Linked DNA regions of Mus musculus: region 1 is linked to region 2. The links are chromatin contacts, called in public promoter capture Hi-C maps. All regions are on one chromosome and are shown on one strand. The core of a region is the stretch at or near the end of the contact, and the rest is flanking DNA. Distances in the headings are between cores, read along the strand shown.

What was found. Promoter capture Hi-C pulls out the DNA fragments that hold promoters and counts their contacts.
Region 1: a contact with region 2 is called in a promoter capture Hi-C map of neural stem cells. The contact joins the enhancer-like site here to the promoter of Nsmf in region 2. A contact is called at or near these places in 5 of 39 promoter capture datasets (the C10 cell line, embryonic stem cells, hematopoietic stem and progenitor cells and 1 more), 2 of 484 Hi-C or Micro-C datasets (both in nephron progenitors), 4 of 115 datasets of contacts at active chromatin or transcription factors (the HPC-7 cell line, the SCID.adh cell line, embryonic stem cells and 1 more) and 4 of 9 other capture datasets (adipose tissue, liver, macrophages and 1 more).

Annotation. Positions count from the first base shown.
Region 1 is chr2:25,125,241-25,128,001 of GRCm38.p6, reverse strand. All of the region lies in intron 2 of Gm13387 (predicted gene 13387), which reads left to right. Among named protein-coding and RNA genes, the nearest start is that of Gm13387, 19 kb to the left of the region's middle. RefSeq lists an enhancer at 1-2,761. Within about 2 kb of position 1,286, at least 75 of the 459 cell types and tissues checked have an H3K27ac peak or open chromatin away from gene starts, as enhancers often do. A contact at or near this core is called in the SCID.adh cell line, liver, nephron progenitors and 2 more, where this site is marked.
Region 2 is chr2:25,053,066-25,056,165 of GRCm38.p6, reverse strand. Nsmf (NMDA receptor synaptonuclear signaling and neuronal migration factor) reads right to left here and starts at 1,787. Exons shown (of 16, transcript NM_001039386.1): 1 at 1,495-1,787; 2 at 1,107-1,168; 3 at 30-530. The coding sequence starts at 1,565. Pnpla7 (patatin-like phospholipase domain containing 7) reads right to left here. Exons shown (of 35, transcript NM_146251.4): 34 at 2,668-2,771; 35 at 2,094-2,495. The coding sequence ends at 2,373.

The sequences.
Region 1 (2,761 bases), core at 37-2,536, 72 kb before region 2:
TTAGAGGAGGACGGAACGTGATCACCAGGAGATACCTACAGCTTCACACAAGGGCCTTCTGGGTCACAGATCCTCCAGAAGCTGCAGGATCCAGGGAAACTAGGGATGTGCAGCACCCCATACACACATCATGTTAGGATCAGGCCCACTCAGAGTCCCCTAAGGCCCCTCCCTCCCCTGGGCCTGACCTGGCTTCATCAGAGACAGGGGAGCCAAGGACTGGGCTATTCTCTTCCGACTGTGGGTTCAGACTCTCTGCCAAGTGGCTCGGGGAGAAGGAAGTCTGAGTGAGATGGTGAGGGGCAGTGGGTGAAGGGTCTGGGGCTTCCCACAACTTCAACTGCATTGTTAGTGTCCTAGCGATGTTCCAGATGGTCAGTCTTCCCTAAGCCCGGCTCTTAATGGGACCCAAACCCCCTGACTGGGAGGCTTGTCTCAGGGTGGGCTGTGCTTCTTAAGTGTGGAGGCTCAAGCCTCATCTGTTAGGTAGATGGGCTGACCAGGAGCATTCTGGGAGCTAGAGGTGCACGGTTATGCTTTCTATATGGGGTCACTAGGCTAGTTTATATATGCCAGGCAGGCTCTCCCCACGCACCTAGGCTGCCCTCTAGTGGCCAGGTGGCCTGGTGTGCAGCCAGCACTCCTAGGTTCGAAGTCCCATTATCCACAGTGTGGATCTGTAGAGGCAGTGGGGTGTTTTGGAAGAGGTTTGTTTGTTTGTTTGTTTTATTTTCATAGCCTACCTGGGCAGGGGCTAGGGCAAGAGAGACGCCGTCCCACTCCTATTTAGCTACTGTCAGCTGCCCTTGCTGGGTGAGGGGAGGCAGCAGAACCCAGAGCCACCTCCTCCAGGAAGGGCCCTGGCTTTGGCCTAGCTTGAGCTTCAGGGATCTTTGTGGCCTATTATTTTGGTCAGACCAGCCTAGGATGGGTCTCTGGCCATTTCTGCTGAATCTTCTCTGAGATCATGATAGACCAGTGCATGGGTGACCTGGCAAGCCCAGGCTCTCAGTGAAGATCCCTGCCTGTCCAGTACAAAGGCTTGGATACGGTTCCACAGGAGGGAGAGGTCAGGACTAGGCTGAAAACAGATGGAGGTAATAGGACCCCTTTCCTGACCCTCTGCTGCCCAGGTGGGACACTCAGAGCTGTACAGCCAGCTGGGTCAGAGTAGCCGGGAGGGAACCTCAGGAAAACAATCAAGAAATCCAGAGGGGCTAGGGTTGTGGCTTCTGGAAGTATAAGTTTCCCCTGCTCCCCCACTCCCCTGAACTGCAGGAGGGCTGGGCAGGTGCCCAGGCTGGCTTAGGACCAGACTGCATGGCTGGCCTAGGACCCCAGTGCCAGCCCGTACTCCTACCTCTGTGCTGGCCTGAAGCCAAACACTTTTTTTTTTTTTTTTTTTTTTTTTGCAAAGCTATCTTTTTACCTTGATAAGCTGTTTTAAAAATGTAAATAAAATAACTCGGCAGACAAAAGCAGGCATTGATTCTGCCCAGAGCCAGCCGCTGCCCTCGACATGAAATATCGCAGCACATTGAGTCGTGAGTCCTTGCTAATCCAGGCAGACAAGCTTGAATGAGGCCCCTTTGGACGGGCGCGGTGGTGGGCAGTGGAGCATGCACCGCCTGCTGGGCGGCCCTGTCCTGGACAATGGCTTTTCTTCCCAGAAGGGGCCTGTGCAGGACAAGAGCCCCCTTTGTGTAGAATGTCTGCCTTGGAGAGCAAGAGAGGCACATTCAGCAGCCCCAGACACTCTTTGAAAAGCTTCAGTGTAACAGAAGACGCTGAAACACTAGCTTGCCTTCTGCCTCGCAGCACTCTCTCCAGGCACAGCCGCCATTCAGCCTTAAGAACGGGCGGGGGGTGTGGGGGGGGGCATGTCAATGCCCAACCCCACATTGTTCCTGGCTGTGTGGCCATCTTGGTTTCTCCGTGCCCCTCAATAGTTTTGAGAGGCAGGTGTGACAGGAAATGAAGCTATGTGAGTCGTGGTACTGCTGACACATGGCCTTCTCCCAGGGCCAACCAAGGTCTACGGGGCTTAGGTGGCTGGCTTCTGGTGACAAATACCTAAATCACAGCTGTAGGAGTGGAGGCCTCCAGAGCACTGTTCTGTCCCTAACGAGTGCTCATCTTTGACTCTCAATGGCAACAGGGTGGAAGTCATGATGCTGGAATGAGTGATGGCCTCATTGAGTTCAGCAGGCATGTGTGGGCCAGAGTCCACTTGAGGCATCCTCTAGCCATGAGCTGGGGTCTGTATCTCTTAGGCTGCATGACAGAACTCTAGTTGTGCAGTGACTGGAAGCCCCTCCTTCTCCAGGCACCTCATGCAGATCTGGTCACAGCCTGGGCCTCCTAGCTGGGTCTGGGACTCTGAATACAGAACTTTAGGACTAGACTCTTACAACCTTCTGGGCCTGCACCAAAGATGTCAGTGCTAGCAAAGTTAACCCAGAAACTATAATGCCAACAGCACACAAGTTCTCCTCCGGAGACTCCTGCCCTAGGGTATCCGGGCAGCACAGGCTGAGCGGTCTCAGCCATTTAAGTGTTTCTGTCTGGGGTGCCTGCCTACATACTCAGCAAACAGACAGATTGATCAACTGACAAATGGACAAAGGGCAGGAGAGTGGCCTGCCAGCTTAGGGATGTTTGCCACGTGCTACACAGTCTTGCTGGAGCTCATCGGCAAGATTGGCCCGCCAGAGCTGAGAGGGGCTAGGAGGCAATCTCAGAAGGGCTCCTCTGGGCATGC
Region 2 (3,100 bases), core at 538-3,037:
CTGCCCAGGCCCAAAGATAAGGCCCTCACCAGACACTCCATCAACGCTATACATCCTTTCCAGCTTCTTGTGGCGGCCAGGAGCCTCAGGTAGAGGTGGCTGCTCCAGCCCAAAGGCCCGAGAAGAGGGACCAGGGACCAGCTGGGCACATCCTGGGCACTCTTTGGAGCCCTGGCGGCTTCCTGCCCAGCTTTGGCAGGGCCTGCTGATGTCCTCCCGGCTGCTGCCTGGGCTGGCACGCAGGGGCTGGCTGTGGTGGTGAGGGTGCCGTTCCCGCTGTCTCCTCCCTTTTACCACTGCTAGCTCAATGGCTTCAGCTTCAGAGCCAGGTAGCAGGGCGGGCTCTCTAGAGATGGTGTACACGTGGGGCTGGGGGCCCTCTATAGCCGGCTTCCCGCTGACTGCCTCATCTGAGATGCTGCCCTCATATCGGCCATTGGAGACGAGGGAGAGGCGGCGCTTGTTCTGGGGTGCAGGTTGCATCTCTGGGGACCCGTCGTGGCCAGAGTAGGCGTCAGCCAGCAGGTGGTCTAGGGAAAGGCATCAGGTGAACCTTCAGCCTGATGGTCTACCCTCCCGGTCCTCTGGCACACTCAACAAGCCCCAACCTTAATGAGGGGGCTGAGGTTACTAGAGAAGGCTCTACCAGGTGGCCTGTTTCTCTGCTTATCTGGGCCTGAAGCCCTTGTGAGAGTGAGGATTGGGGCGGCAGGCAGGCCTCACTACCTGTGCATAATCATCAGAAGTTAAGAATAGACAGGCCGATATCCCCCCAAGAGCCTGCAGATACACCCATTTGCCTGGTGCCAATTCCTCCCCTCCCCCCACCAGCTGGCCCCCAGACAGTGGTGCCAGCCCTGGGGGTGCCAAGAGGCCTGTTGCCATGCCAACAACCCAGGCTGGGAGGGCGCCATGGAGATGGGTGACTGGAGCTCCTCCTAGGGTTCTGGGCCCTGGAGGGCAAGGGATGTGAGGTAGACAGGCCAGCAAGGTACCTGGGCTGGCTCACACTCCACTGGCCCTGGCCCTGGCCCTGGTCCTGGTCCTGGCCTTGGCCTGGGGCAGAGGACTCACCCAGAACAGCCTTTTGTTTCCAGTGTGCCTACCTGCACCGTTGCGGTTCTCAGGGTGACTCTGGGACAGGTACTCTCCAAACGCTCGGGCTGCTCTGCATGGTAAGCAGAGGGAACACGGGTCAGTACAAGCTGGCTACCAGCCTCCAATACTGGCAAGACCCTCCCTACCATACTTACCCCCACCCAGGCCTTCCACATCAACATGAGAAGAGGTGGGCTCTTCCCACCCACCACAGAGTGCCAGGGCATCCTGGTCAGAGACCTCCTACTACTTTCTGTCTAATCTGCCCAGCCTGTGGGCGTCAGGTTTTAAGGCCCAATGCCCACTCCGGAACAGGAAGATCACAGGGCATTGGGGTAGCAGCACATACCACAGAGGGTAGCCGGCAGCAGTAGCCGGTCAGCCCGGCCCACTCACCTTACTTTGGCCGCTACCGAGGACATGGCCTCGCTCCTCAGCGCCCTCCTCCTGGAGGCGGCGGCACCCATGGTCACGGCGCCCGCGCATCCCCCGGATTTCAGAGCGCGCCTCGCGCCCGCCGCCTCTGCCGGGGGAGCCGTACGGCGCCTGAGGTCGCGCTAGGTCTCAGCCTCAGGGTCAGGGTCAGACTTAGGCCCAGGCCCCGCATGGCCGCACCCAGCGCCCAGCGCGTCCAGCCACTGTAGGAGAGCGCGGCTGGACCCGGGGGCGGTGCTCCGCCTCCTGACGCTGAGCCTGAGTTGGCACCACCCCCATGATGACAGATAAGGGCGTGGCTAAAAGGCGGCTCCTCCCGGAGGCTTTCTTCTTGGGGGCATAAAAGTGATGCCCTTCCACTTAGGCCAGGGCCTGTGTATGCCCAAAGAAACCCTTGATTTAGGGGGAAACCCTAGTTTCCTTCAGACCCGGAGCATCCTAGCCCAGCCTAGAGTTGCTGCCTGGAAGCAAAAGGGTCCTGAAAGAACAAGAGATCACCCACTGACCTTCCCGACCTCAGGTCCACTTAGCTCTTTGCCCCTGCAACCTTTACACCAGAGTAAAATAGCCACACAATCAGATTAACGTTTATTAGTTCAACAATCCCACCTTCCCATGCCTCACAGAGGCGTCCGTGCTCCTCAGTACTGCTGTGGGGATACAAGGGTGCCGGGGAAGTGAAGAGGCCCACGACTCCAATAACACAGCCCATGTCTCTGGAAGAAGCCAGATGGCTATATCATCCAGTTTGATCTTGTCAGGCAACTGAAGTAGCCTCTAAGGAATGGGTGCAGCCTCAGTCTAAGGGTGAGGCCCAGGTGTTTTATTTATTTATCCAGTCAGGAAGGATGTTCCAGTCTTGGCCCCTGGTCATCTTGATTAGGGAGCCAAGGGAAGGAGTCCTGGGACTGTTCTGGGGAAGTCAAGCTGGGGGGTCCTTGCAACATCGAAGGCTCATATTCCTGGAAGCAAATCAGACATGGTCAAGATATGCAAAGTGGGGGCTTGCCCGACCCCAGACTGTATCACCTGGAGTGGGAAAACCAGTAGCTAGCCCAGAGTCAGGGACCAGGGGCAGGCCCTGTTTGGGGACCTCAGAGTCCGGCACAGGCAAGGCAGGGTTCAGCACCTCACCGAGTCAGAGTCTAGCTCAATCCCAGTGCTCTGGAAGTCAGCATACGTTTCCTTGGGGATGGCTGGCAGTTCCTCCTCATACTCGGTCTGATAGTCAGACTCATCTAGAGCAGAAGAGAGGGCTCCATTGGTCCTCTCTCCAAGGACAGTGGCTGTGCCAAGCAAGGCTAAAAGGGAAGCAGAACATGGCCATGCCCAGCCCCACTGTAACAGTTCCCAGAGAGCTGCCCAGTGCCAGGGCTGCCAGAGGAACCTCCAGACCCAGCAACACTTCACAGGCGCCTTTGTTCATCTCACGCCACAATGTGTCCTGTGTGTTTTTCACAAAAACATGACCCTCCTCACCTACTCCCTAACCACACATGGGGGCCGGGTCAGAGTTGTGTAAGGAGACCAGCACAAACTCAGCTCAGTGTTGGGGCTCTCACCCTGG